Linked DNA regions of Zea mays: all the other regions are linked to region 3. Evidence: chromatin contacts called from public Hi-C data. All regions are on one chromosome and are shown on one strand. Each heading gives the region's core, a stretch centred on a gene start, on an enhancer-like site or on the middle of the called end of the contact. The rest is flanking DNA. Distances are from core to core; before and after follow the strand shown.

Region 1 (4,369 bases), core at 1,720-4,219, 220 kb after region 3:
ATGTGAGAAATAGAGAAAACTTTATAAAATCATAGAAACCCTTCAATGTAAAGAAAAACCACCAACCTTAGGAATAATTTCTCTTGTGCGAAGAAAAATTTAGAATAATTACCAAATCTGTTGTTTGACATTTATTCAAAAATAAAGTTAGTTAAAAGCACCTTCTAGCCCCAGAACTTTAGAAAATCACAACTAACCATCCACTAGGTATCCCTTGGTAAAATTCGGCACAAGGCTATGTTATCACATCTAAAAACCAGGAAAAATACCCATTAGGGCAGTAGCCACTTCTAAATTAGAGGTGTAGTGTAATATGCCCTTTCTGCCCTAGCTTTTGTTGTTTTTGTCCAAACTGGACCCTAATTATTTAGGACCTCAAATTTTTAGTGCAACCTAATTTAATTAGTAGAAAGCTACTGTAATTTTTATAGAAGTTTTGGAAAATTCTAAATCATAAGTGTAGTTCAAACCACCATTAATAGCTCAATAGGAAAAAGGGAAAAGAGAGAAAACAAGGGTTAACCAATTTAAGTTAAAAGATATCAGCAACCTACCTGAGTCACAACAAGACCATTAGGAAATAATCTAAGTGTTAATCCACCTTTGATTAAATCCTAGTTAGGCTAGTAGATGCCACTTCCTAAAAGCTTAATTCGACAAATGTAGACCCTCACCTTCACTAAGTAACTTAGTATTACTCACTATGCATCTTCAATAAGTTTCTGCATATCATAGCATACATATATCTTATGCATTGCATTAGTTAGATTGTAACCTCACGAACAGATAGTACATGCTGATTCTGGAGCAAGGAGTCGAGCAAGAAGAAGTCCAAGAGCCTGCTCCCGAACCTGCCGTTGAGGAATTCCCCGCTGCACCCGCACATGAAGGCAAGGCCCAGTTTTATGCATAACCTTTAATATGCTATTTTACTGTAACTATTGTTTGTAGGCTTGTACTGTGCACTGGTGTAGGAGTTGTTTGAAAACCCTAGTTGCATGAACTCAGGTTCCCTTGTGAGATGGATACTAGTATGCTAGGTCGAGTAGTTGCTTGCTAATTAAGGATCTCGATAGAAGTTGAGTGATTTTTATAGCACTCACGTGAGGTCGGGAATTGGTTGTATCCATTTTGATAATAGAATTATGATATGTCTATGGACATGGATCCAAGGGGATGCCCTATCCATGAGACAGAATTAGATAAGGATTAACGTGTGGATACCTGTGTCAAGTGTTTGAACATACTAAACATATACCGAGAAATATGGTAAATTGGTAAGCCTAGTACCTGAGTGAACCTGCCCACAGAATTTACTCCTCATTGGTCCTGAGATGGAGTCCCCCATGCTAGCTTTGGTGGGTACAAGTGCAGTCACTGCACGACGGCAGCCAGGGTCAGTGGGGCATTGTATGCCAAGGTCGTGAGCCCTGTTCTATTACCGAGGAATTGATGGGACGTTTAATGTGTGTCGGACGAAGTTCCCTCATATGTCGTGTGTTTAGGTTTACCTTGCAAGGTTAAAAACTCGATTCGAATCGTCTGCTTCTCGCAGCTAATGAGACTACTTGACCCATTGTACTGCATGGAGTAAGAAGTGAAAGAGGTTTCATGAGATAAAGTATTGATTGCATTAAACACTTGTTACAATGTATGCTTAGAAGAAGGCAAACCTAGTTTAAGGAATATCATAGAACTTGAAAAAGCTAAAACTTGACTTAGACTCACCTAATGCTTTTGGCAACCCAAACCCCTCAGCTAAACAACTTCATGGTCTAGAGGTAGAGGAGTAGACTCCTCACACCGGGTAAGTCTAGTTGAGTATTAATATAGTCAGCTTTGCTTGTGGCATAATTTTACAGGTCTCTTGCATGAAATGATTGATGGTGTGACTTGACCAGCAACGCTGCCACCGGGATGGACAGACGAGTGGGATGCTGCCTCAGGAGGAGAGGACTAGGAGTAGTGGCTAGGCTTCGCCCTACTCCCTAGTTATCATCGTTAGTGATATTCGATGCACTACAAACAATGTTTCTTACTGTTGAACTCCAATTTATGTAATAACTCATGTACCTCACTAATCTGTGGTTTTAAGCTTTATTGTATTTCTCTGTGTCTCCCATTCGTGTGAGCAAGTGGTATTCGATCCTCGTGGAGTAGTTTTATCAGACTAGATCCGACGGACTGACAATTTATTCCAATTTAAGTGTGTCATTGACCCTGAGGTGAGACCTAGTCACTTAAGCTAGAATAATCTCAACGGTTTTACCACATTAGTCGTCATCAAAATATGATTTAACTTAAATCCATTTAAAGAGTACTTATAAAGGGATAACTTAATTCACTTAGTGATCTTTCATTAGTTAAGATATTCATAGTAATCTCCAAGGAAAATATATTTTAAATCAAAACCTTTGAAGAATTTTCCAAAATCTCAAGATAGGATTTTCGTGTGTTACACGCCACCCAAGGGTTCCCCCAACCTAGAGATGTCGCAAACCTCTTAGGTGATGAAGTTAATTATGAGAAATGGAATGCAAAGGCCAAAAGCACTCTTTTAGGGGTCCTTGCAAAGATGTTTTCAATAGAGTGAGAAATTGTAACACTCAAAATCACATTTTGATGATTTAAAAAAATTTCTAATTTTTTTTGAGATAAAATGTTTTCTAATAATGATTTTATTTCTTTATAAAGTATATTCCTCTAAAGCAAATAAAAGAAACTGATATAACTGTATAACTATTTCATGCTGCTGCATTTATTTTGTTTGTGGGAACTCAAATTTGAATTTGACTTGAGCCAAAATCAGAAAAAATAAAACAAAAAAAAGAGAAGGAAAAGCAATGACCCACTAGCTGTATGGGCCTAAAGCAGACCGCAACCCAAATTCCCCCCTCACCAGTGTGGCCCATGCGCCCTGCTACTCGCCGACATGTGGGCCCGCACCATAGCTCCCAACCCTTGACACTGACAGATCGGGCCCGTGAACCAGCCACACCTCGCGCGCGCTCCGTCGCTGACCTATGGTCCCCACAGTTCAGAACTCTCTTCTTTCTCCATCACGAGCTCACGCGCAGACGACACATGCATTGCTGCCATGCCCGCTTCTGGGAGGGGTTGTTAGGATTTGGTCATCACCCTTAGTATTAATAACCATCGTGCCCCCCCTTCCTCATCCTCTCAAATCGTCGCGCCGAGAGCCATCTCGTCGCCGTGAGCAGAGAAGGAAGAGCCGCCGCGCCTGGGTGTCGTCCATACCTTCTCTCGACCGTAGGGCATGGTCCCGGGGAGGCTCGGCCTATCCTGGCGGATGCGTCCGTGGTGTTGTTTGGTGGGGAAATCGAGCTGAGCGTGGGCGATTTCTTGCCGGTGATGAAGCCGCGTCGAGGAACCGCGCTACTCCGCGAATGAGGCTCCGGCCGTGCTGTGCACTTGTATGCCACCCCGTCATGTTCACGAAAGCGTTCGCCCTCTTTTCCTCCTGGTAGAATTCGGATTATGCCCTAGAACCTTGGGCGGGTGTTCGACGGGGCAACGTCGCCGTCGAGATCGGGCGTGGGGGAGAGACAATCGCATGGCCGCTGATCTGGTCACGGATGGCCACGATTAGAAGTAACATACTGGTTTGGCTAAGAGTGCGGTGGTCGTGGATCCGGGTTTGGAAGGTTGGGATTAGAATAGAGTGGATCAAGTCGTAGTCATCCAACTCTGATCAGGCGGGTAAGATTAGATCACATCAATTTAAAATCTGAACCTTCGGATCGTGATCGGACGACAACATGTGCGTACCGGTTCAGAAAGGATTTGATTTAATCTCACGCATCCAATCCTGATCCAATGGCTCACATGAACCTATACCCCTTCGGCGTGCGAAAAATTCAAAAAGGACCCCATGCTTTTCACAAACTAACCCGCCGTCCATTTTTCAGTGTAAAGAAAATAAAAATAAATGAAGACTTTGTGTATTAGTTTATTTTTATTCACAAAATTAATACAAAAATGGACAAAACCTAGGAAAATCCATATCTTGCTCATTTTAACTCTGTTTTGTTCCGTTCAAGTTGCGTTAGTTTCGTAATAAAGTTGTCTACACAGTAGAAATATTATTTGATCATGTCCCAAAACTTTTATAAATAGATATTATTTAACCTATGTTTTTGTAGATTTATCTTTCTTAATCTATCCATAATTATAACCAAACTAGGACATGATCCCTGCTCAAGTTGTAACTTAGAGTAATTGAATTAGTTATATCTTTCATATATTTTCTCATACAATTTACATTAATTCACATAGAATCTAGTTTTTATTATTCAAACACGTAAGTCTTCCGAAAACTATATCTCCTCAACCGTAACTCCGAATTTAT
Region 2 (4,826 bases), core at 381-2,880, 210 kb before region 3:
CGGCACAAGATTTCTCAGAACCAACATGTAATGCAGGATAATAAGTCTCTTCACCACTTTCTAAGGTCACTTCCACAGCTTCCTGTTATTTCCAGAAGGAAAATAAATGTCAAGAAACTTCAATTATATCATTTCTAAATAATTCTTTCTGAATGCAATATCTTCTTGTACTGATAGGTTATAAGGACAATACTGAATCACTGTGGTAACACTTGAGTGAGTAAGAAAGATTCAAAATTGCAAGAACTGGAACAAGTTCTGTCATGTTCCATTATTTCTACTCCCCCATATCCCCACAGTAGAAACAGCTAGACTCATCTATGGCACTGTCAAAGACTAAGGATATACAGATAAAAATGGAGGCACATACACTAGAAGCATACATAATTATAGGGAACAGTACCTCCAAATGGTGCATCCTTCTAGCCTGCCACTCAGACCATTGTTGCATCAATTGCATAAGCTTTCGTTTGCTTTCCCTGAGATATTAAGATACCAATACTATTAAAAGATAACCAAATGATTTACAAATATTTTCTGGAGCATGAAAGTTGGTACGACAAAATGTCATGTGCTACCATATATATTAGTGAGAATGGAAAGCATCTTGTAATTAACCTTGTCAAGTCACTGTAGATGACACGAACAGAAGGTTCCTTTGATTCCACACGGGCTCTTTTAACTCCTCTTGAGGCTAAAAATGCCACATCAAGGAACAACAACAACTATAAATTCCCCCCAGATCACAATAACATGTTTAGGGTCCCAGGAGTATAAGCAAGAGTCTGCACTTCTTATGCAAGTACAGTTCCAAGGATTCAATGGAAACAAATGAATCTTCAGAAAACATAGACACTTGCAGTTGCACAAGTATATTAGAAGAAATACATAATATTCCATTCAATAGGATACGACTTTCTTCAATAGAGATGCTGTTTGACTCATAAATTATTTCATTTTCAGTCCCGTCCCCCTTGTCCAGCTTGACCTCAAAACCAATCACAGTCTGCACAGCTGCAACACTGATCTCGGGCTGAATGGAAGCATCTAATAGCTGATCCTTTCCAACCACTACGTCATCATCCGCGAGGTCCATATCTTCCACTTGCCCCTCTTCAAGATCCAGGTTCCCAGCAGATGTCTTGGGATTACTACCCACAGCACCAGCTTTCCCTTCTGGTTGGAGATCCGATACCAGAGGCTCCATCCCACTCACATCAGGAGCTTTAACCTGAACGTCTCCCCCTTCATCTTTCGCATCAGCCTCACAAGGTGCGTCAAGGCTGATGAACTCGTCTGATGCCATCTTTTTGCGCAGAAATTACACTATGCATTCAACATTCCCGACTGAATCTGCAGCGAACAGTATATACTCGTAATTATGTCAACCCAAAACACAGATAGCTTACGTTAGGGTTTGGGTCCGAAACCACGGAGAGTTCATTGGGTGCTCGGTTTCGCACGGCAGGAAGGAAAGGGAAAGGAAGGGAGGAGAAGAGATGGCATACCTTGTGTGTGCTCGTCGAAGGGGCCGACGAAGACCTGGCGTAGGGCGGCAGCGGCGTCCGCCCAGTCGTCGGCTCGTCGCAACCAGGAAAGGAAAAAGGCACGAGAGATACGGAGTGAACGTGGTGAACGGGAGAGTAGTACTCAAGCAGGTAAGATGGAATGGAAATTTGGTGCGTGGACTGGGCGGGCGATCCCGTTTCGCCTTGTGTCGAGATTTTTGCGATTATAGACCGTGGCAGAACGGGTCTCGCTGGAACGAAAAGAGAGGTGGCGGCTTCGCTCTAAGGGCCAGTTTAGCCGGCACAAAAATATATATCTCTACTACTTTATAAAATTTCATTGTAGGCGTCTACACCCGTACGTCACGTTCTGCCACCGCGCGTATGCCATTCTCAGTCGCCTCCCCACCGCGCTCCCCCAGAAACTGCGCCTCCCCCACCGCGCACATTCTATCCATGGCGCTAGACAGCCAACACGCGAGGTACCTCCCCCGCCGCCACAGAGCAAGAAGCCGCCCCGCCGCAGCAGCCTGCCGCCACCGCCGCCCACGGTAAGGCCATCCCCACCAACTCGAGCTCCTCTTCTTCCCACTGGCGCTGGCCGCCACATCCACGACACCCACGCCACTACGCTCCGTCTCTGACTTCTACTCCGCTCGACCATTTCCTGGTCACTGCCACCACCTACAGCACCATATTCCATTCAAACCCTAACTCGACCCCCCACCCTCTCTCTCGCTTCCTCTTCTCCCAAGATCCCATCCGATGTCTCTCGCTCCACCGCGGTGGATCCCTTCCCCCAAAGCCTTCTATTCCCCAGATCCAAGATGGCGCTGAGGGACAACTTGAGCTCGATGTGGGAGGAAGTTGGGGACGCCAATGACATCTTCACCTCCCCTGCGGCGCTGACGCCATAGCCGACGATGAGGAGGTCACCCAGTCGCTTCTCGTCGCAGTCCTCCTTGCTGTCGAGCAATGCTCCTGTAAGAAGTTGATTTCCCTATTCAATTATGCCACGAAGAACAACCCCGTTGCCAAGAGCCTCCCGAATCTTGAGATCCTCGTGAACAAGTAAGCTGATTCTGGTGAGATAGACAAGACATACGCTTATTTGCTTTGGAATTCGATGGCACACAATACATCGTCCCCTTCTTCTCACCCTCTATTCCATTGGTTTGGTTTGTTGTTAACCAGTTCTCTATGAAAAATGATGTTTTATTGTTCCACTTGGTGGCCTATTATCCTATCGCCCTTTGTCCCGCCGATCCGCGGCTGCCGCCTCCTCCTTCCCCTAATCATACCCCCTGTCCCGCCGATCAGCAGCTGTCGCCTCCCCCTGCCCCGCATCACGCGCGTCTCGCTTCCCCTAATCACGGCGTCGGTGACGTCCTCGAACGCCGCGGGGAGGCGGTGCTCGGGCGCCAGGCGGTAGTCCACGGACGCCACGACCGCCGGGCGGCGGCGGCCAGCGCCGCGCACGTGTTGTGGAACGGCGCAGAGGCCACGCGGAACAGGACGTAGTCGCCGTCGTGGAAGTAGACGACCAGCGGCAGTCGGCCGCCGGACCCGAATCCATGCGGTTGTCATTGCCGCTCTGGCGAGATCCTGAGGTCCATGCGGTTGTCGTTGCTCCGCCTCAACCTTCGTGGCAACCGGTTGTTAGGCCCCACCGTGCCTCCTCCCTTTTCTGACGAGGCCGAGCAAAGCAGGGCCGCCCAGATCGAGACGCCATCGAGGCCGAGCAGAGCTCCGCACCTCCACCTAGGCCACCCACCTGCCAGAGTGGAGGACGAGCTCCTCCCGTGCCTCCGCCAGCTATGTGCTCCGAGATTCGCCGCATGTCTGCCTAGGCCACGGGGATGTTGTGTGGGGGTTGCGTCTGACAAGGCCAAGGCACCGTCGAGACCGATCAGAGCTCCGTGCCTTCACCAGGTCGCCCACCCGCCCAAGTGGAGGACGAGCTCCTCCTCAACAGTCAGTAGGCCGGGCTCCTCCCCGTGGACCCACCCTCAGCCAAGATCCATAGCCCGCTCCGCGCCAGCGCGCCGCGAGCTCCACCGAGGCACCAATCCTATATCCGCCTCGTGAGTAATCTAAAGTTCTAAATACATATTATGGCTGAGTTTACATCTTGATATATGATAGAGCATATTCTAGATAGAAGTATGGTTGTCGTATCATAGGTATTTTGGTGTGAAGCGAAAATTAGTAGTAGAATTGACACTTGGTAACCAGTACAACAAATAGTTGGTGGCAACTTCTACAGTGGATAATTATTTAAAAACACATTGGTTGTTTGTTGCATTTTTGTTTTTGCTTTTATGCCACCTCTGTACTAAACCTCTGAAGATGTCTTCAAGGGGGAGGGGCCTGAACCTGAAGCACGGGAAGGCAACTAGGTACAGTTCAACTAAGTCTGTCACCATGCAAACGATTATTTCGTGCATAGGTGTGTGGAATTCAGATGACGTGTTTTAGAACATCACTGCAAACATGTTGCATATTCAGTGAAATGAGAGTCCAGTTACCTTGTGTCTCAAATTAAAGTACTCCAGTCATTCCTCTATTCATAATAAATAATTTCTGACTTTGTTTTAAGTAAATATGTTTTGACTTTGGTCAACTCTATAGAAAATAACAATCATGTTATAATACTAAAGGTCATCATTGTTCTATTATATAAAATATACGAGTCATACTTTACCTCTTTTATTATGTGATAATATACATGTTAATAGTACAATACTAAATGAGCATGACACCAATTCCATCTCTTTTTGTGTTTTCGTGCTCTGATGCACTGACGTGCTCATGGTCTATTGTCGACTTCAGTCTACCTGTATTTGTGTTCAATGAGGTCGGGCGGCCAACAGGGTTCGGAAGAGGGTGTCCACGTGCTCAGCAAGTTGGGTTTCAGAGAAATCACCATACGAGACACTTGGTGCGATCCTATGCTCTCTGTAGTTTGTGCGATATCTATACTATGCATCTGTTTTTTGTGTATTAGTCCTCATGATCTACTTGTATGATGTTGGTCAGTTTACTTTCCAATTTTTTGATCCATTGTGGCTCCACCTGATCAAAATTAGGTGATTGGTTACACAAGTTTTATCATTCGTTGTTCCCATGCTTTTATGTTTCAGTTTTATCACCGAAAAAATGATTCAATTCTAAGTTGGGTTATTTCAGTAATAGTAACAATTTGATGTACCCCTATTTCATAGTTTCAGATGTACTGTGATACAAACTTGGAATTGAAGGTGAAGCTAATGTGTGTTATGTGTTTCATGCGCTTCAAATAGGTGAGTAGGGATACAA
Region 3 (4,841 bases), core at 1,829-4,328:
CCCGCTTCTCCTCAGCCATCCGACGCGTGGTGGCCAGCCGGTTGGACAGCTCCTCTTGGCCCCGTGCTTTCATCTGATCAGCCTTCATCTGCAGATCAATCAAAAAAGAGTCTTAAACCCATGCATAAATAAGGTGGCGCCACTAATAATTGCAGAACCAGACAAGGTAAACGGTTGCATTACCTGCATTTTCTTCATCTTTGTCTCGGCTTTTCTCTTCTCATGGTTCTCCCAGGCCTGTATCTTTACCTCTTCACGTTTATACCTGAAACAAGCCAAGGCAACAATCGCACCTAGTAAATGGCAGATGTGAAGAAAACCATGAAATCAGAGCTACTGGCACAAAACAAAAGAAAATACTTATAAACAAAGAATGATAATTCCCACCTCGCCATGAACTTGGCCCGTTCAGCCTCATCCCAGGCTGCCGCGCGAGACTCCAGAGAGTTCACGCTGGGCACATGACCAGCCACGGGGCGCTCGTCCCCGACGCAAGCGACCTCGTCTGCTGCCGCTACCTGCTCGGTCAGCGTCCCTGCTACAATGGCCGTGGTCACGCCCACGGGCCCTTCCTGGCGTCTTCTCACCGGGGTGGACGACCTTGAGGCCATCGGGCTCAGCGCAACGGGCGTGCAGGCGCGCCGGGGCGTGGGTGTCCTGGACGGCTCCTTGCTGGCGATGGGGGTCATTTCCGTCCCCATGTCCCGCAGGCACACGGACCGCATCACCGCTTGGGGCGAGTCATGCAGCTGCACCATGCAGTCGATCTTCTTGGTTTCCTCCATGTCGCCGCCGCCCTCGGCGGCCTGCGGCGGTGTCGAGGGCGCGGCCACCACCATGCTGTACTCCAAGGCGCCATCCACGCTGCTGCAGGACACGCGGCCGTTCTGCGAGGCCGAGCCGAGGAGGCGCCTGTCGTCGGCGTTAGAGCTCCTAGGCTTGACTCTGGCACCGTGGGTTCCGTCCGCGTGGCCGTTCGACATGCCCACAAGCCATTTCTGCGCGTCGTCCCACTTGGACGGCGTCGCCTTGGGCCGAGCCAACGCTTGATTCTTCTTGCCATGCGGCCGCCCGTTGGCGCCCTTGTTGGTGGTGTAGTCTGACCGCCATCACATTGCAGATTTAAGCGCTATCAGGCAGGTGAGTTCAGAAGAACAAGTCCGTGCGTTGCAGATTTATGTACTGTTACCTGAGTTCATGAGAGCGAGTCTGGGCTCCAGATCCAAGATTTATCCAGACCTGGAAAAACTCTGCATCAGATTTTTCTGAATTTCCTGTTCTGAAAAACTCGCAGAGAGCAACAAAAAAAACAGTATAGACTACAGTAATTTTGTATTCCAACCAAAAATATGAATCCCCTTTTCACCGTTCCCCACTTTTGTCGCGCATAGCTTAATGGCACCAAATCAGTATGAAGTTAGAACTAACCTCGGCATTTCTCTTTACTCAAGTTTACCTGGAATTGCCAGATCCTTTTCACTGAAAGCGATTGGAAAAGAGAGACAGGAAAAGTTGTTGCTGACCTCGGAATCAAGAAAGAGCCTGCAGGGTGACGATAGCAGGACTGCAGGAGGATGGCTGGCTGAGATCGACTGCAAAGTGCAAAGTGATGAATGGAGAACTACTACTCTAGTAGTAGACCGTATTCCTTTTTTTTCCTTTGGCGTTGGGCGCAGGAGCATGCAGCAGGCACCGCGGTACTGGTGTGCACATGGCCTACTGCAGAGAAGGTGACAGGGTTCACGTGACAAGATATTAAAATAAACACCGGCCGGCTCTGGCCGTGGACCTCCACTGCATTTCCACTGTGTCAAATTCCCAAACTGACCCACTAATAACTGTGCCAAATTATAAAGACTCAATTGCTTCGGGTTAATTAGTTTAAGCCTAATTGAGGTTCGGCTCATGTCTAACGTAGAGAAGATCAGCAAGTACAATGAGGGGATTAGCAAATCACGACCAAATTCAATTCCTGAAACCCTAGTTCGACAAACCAGTTCTCCCCACACACACACAAAAAAAAAAACAGGAACCCCCAGTTCACGAAAACCCCAAACACCACCCTTATTAAAATAAACACCGGCCGGCTCTGGCCGTGGACCTCCACTGCATTTCCACTGTGCCAAATTCCCAAACTGACCCACCAACTGTGACAAATTATAAAGACTCAATTGCTTAGGGTTAATTAGTTTAAGGTCCCGTTTGTTTCCTTTCATTTTTAGAAATTAAAATCTTATTAATGAAATAGACTATTTTCTTTTAGACGTGGCATGCACCATTTTTCTAAAGTTATCATATAAGACTATCTCAAATTCATATGGTGAAAGACGGAAATTGATTTTATAAGTTTACATGATATTTTTTCGATTACAACTTATAATACACTCTTTTATTTGCTTCGCTATAACATATATGTAGTATATAATTATCTCTCTCATATTATTTAAGATAATATATAAATATATTATATGTATAAATATATGCATTTAATTAATTTTATCTAAATTATAATTATTAAAATGCAATTCCAACAAATTAAACGGGCCGTAAGCCTAATTGAGATTCGGCTCATGTCTAACGTAGAGAATAACAGCAAGTACAATGAGGGGATTAGCAAATCACGACCAAATTCAATTCCTGAAACCATAGTTTGACAAACCAGTTCTTCCCCCCAAAAAAATAATAATAAATTCAGGAACCCCCAGTTCACGAAAACACCAAACACCACCCTTTATCAGGAATCCTAATCTTCAAAGACTCGTGAGGGGTGGATTTGATACGTACCTGATAGGGCTTGGCGCTGACCACTATAGGCACTACAGTACGGGGCGCCATTGCCGGACGTGTGCCCTTAACCGGTTGCATTGGCTGCCATTAGCTCACCCGCTGTGTTTGCGCCCGCCGCAAGACTCACCCGCCTGAGGGAGGGCAACAAGATCGCCACTAGCCTCGCCAGCAACCAAGCCATAGATAGACGCCGAGGAGGTCGCCATCTCGCGCGGGTGCGTCGTCGTGTTCACGGTAGCCGTCGTGAGACCATTGAACGGGGCCGCCGCGATTGACTCTTCTCCAGCGGATGGCAAGAGATGCGGAGGAACAAGAGGACAAGTAAAGTTAAGGTTAGGGTTAAATGAACTGGGCCAAAACGAGCATGATCTTTAGTTCTCTTAGCCCATCAGAAAACAATGTTCAATTTTTATGGGCCAAATTGAACATTTGGGCTGAACTATATACGCGTGTCTATTTCCAGAATTGCCCAGCCTGCTAGAAAATGGAAAGAAGTCATCTTTTTTTTGGAACAGAGTTTGCTCTTTATTACTTCAGAAGAGCAGGTTCATTTACATAACAAGCCCTAAGGTTTCATGTGATCGTCAGGTCCAATTCAAACCAATGAGAGCAAGTAGAATTTTTAGAGCTAACGGAAAATATAACAAGAAGCTTCAAAAAATAGCTCTCGAAAGATAATAAAATATCCAAATTATTCTAATTATTGTCTAGATACACTAACAGAACAATGGTGTAGTGGTTGCGATGAGGTGTCCGTTTGGAGTCTTATCAATAGAGCAGTAGTGTAGTGATTATGAGGATTCGTTCTTTTAGAGCGTTAGATCATTAACGTAAAAATCTCCATCTCAATCAACTTACCTTTCGGAAGATCGGACCTAATCCTTCCATCAAGTAATATGTCCACCCCATTCCTAGATTAAAATACATGCTTGATGAGTTAAGTGGTTATCTTAGGCCCTCCATTTAGGAAAGCTCCACTCCATGATTCTTCAACTTTGTTCCTTGATTCTCCGATGGAGTGATTCTAGTGGACTCCTAGGTGGGAGCAGGGTTGGGAGTTGATGATAATTGATTCTCTCTTGCTCCCCAACATAATATAACAGAGAGCTGGGTGAAGCTGTTTTTAGCTTCGGGTTCCCTGTTTAAATGGAGAAGTGATTCTTGCCTGCTCCCCACCTGAATTAGTTGTTATTTTGACCATTTGGCAGTGCACCTTGAATTCACTCCACGAAATTTGGGAGCGGAGCGCTTCCAAATGACCCCTTATTTTCTCAAAAACTTACTTGCATAGTGGTTACCACTAGATTCATATGACTTTATGAGATGAACATGAAATTGCCTTTAAAACTAAGTTCGTCATTTTATGAGTGGTTAATAATGTCTCTTAGGTTAACTGATGCACCTAGCACTTTCATAAATTGATGAACAAGATTTTATGTCCATCCATTCGTAATTTTTTAAAGTTTATTTTGATGATATACTCATTTATAGCAAGTCAGTGGATGCATCTTTGAGCATTAATGTCTTGTGTGATGCACCTTTGTTCGGTAACCTTGAGAAGTGCACCTTTTGAACCGATCGAGTGTCTTTTCTTGGTTATGTTGTTACATCTTAGGGCATTGAGGTATCTTAGGGCATTGAGGTGGATGAGGCAAAGATTGGTACCATTATAAGCTGGCTACTTTAGATTTTAGTCATGCAGGTTAATACATAACAGTAATAAAGGAAAATCCCATCGGTTAGGTACCGACGGGAATAAGCCAGCTCATAAGGCTTATTCCCGTCGGTTCCCGGCCAACGAGAATTATTGGTCAGGAATTAACTAATTCTAGCCGACGAGAATTAATTAGCTCTCGTTGGCCTTTGGTAGCCAATGACAGTTATTGCCAGACATCATAATGCTCACCGGCTCCCACTCTAGTTGACGGGAGTTATAACCCCCATCGGTTTCGCCCTCGGCCAACAACAATTAACGGGTAATTTCCATCGGCTTAGCTAGCCAATAGGAATTACCCCGCAACTAGTAACTCCCATCGGCTTGACCATAACCCACG

The links. Hi-C and Micro-C count contacts between places; a contact is called where the count stands out from the background.
Region 1: a contact with region 3 is called in a Hi-C map of leaf, with 3 times the contacts expected there. The contact joins the enhancer-like site here to the promoter of LOC100283369 in region 3. A contact is called at or near these places in 2 of 25 Hi-C or Micro-C datasets (both in leaf).
Region 2: a contact with region 3 is called in a Hi-C map of ear, with 2.1 times the contacts expected there. The contact joins the promoter of LOC100282695 here to the promoter of LOC100283369 in region 3. A contact is called at or near these places in 2 of 25 Hi-C or Micro-C datasets (ear and tassel).

The regions. Positions count from the first base shown.
Region 1 is chr4:124,037,266-124,041,634 of Zm-B73-REFERENCE-NAM-5.0, reverse strand. No RefSeq gene overlaps it. Among protein-coding and RNA genes, the nearest start is that of LOC103655480, 160 kb to the right of the region's middle. Within about 2 kb of position 2,969, at least 18 of the 20 cell types and tissues checked have an H3K27ac peak or open chromatin away from gene starts, as enhancers often do. A contact at or near this core is called in leaf, where this site is marked.
Region 2 is chr4:124,461,275-124,466,100 of Zm-B73-REFERENCE-NAM-5.0, reverse strand. LOC100282695 (nucleic acid binding protein) reads right to left here and starts at 1,630. Exons shown (of 9, transcript NM_001155602.1): 1 at 1,509-1,630; 2 at 913-1,353; 3 at 619-694; 4 at 404-479; 5 at 1-82. The coding sequence starts at 1,306.
Region 3 is chr4:124,255,695-124,260,535 of Zm-B73-REFERENCE-NAM-5.0, reverse strand. It overlaps LOC100283369, which reads right to left and starts at 3,078. Exons shown (of 6, transcript NM_001412491.1): 1 at 2,785-3,078; 2 at 1,524-1,719; 3 at 1,190-1,239; 4 at 388-1,099; 5 at 184-265; 6 at 1-88. The coding sequence starts at 1,199.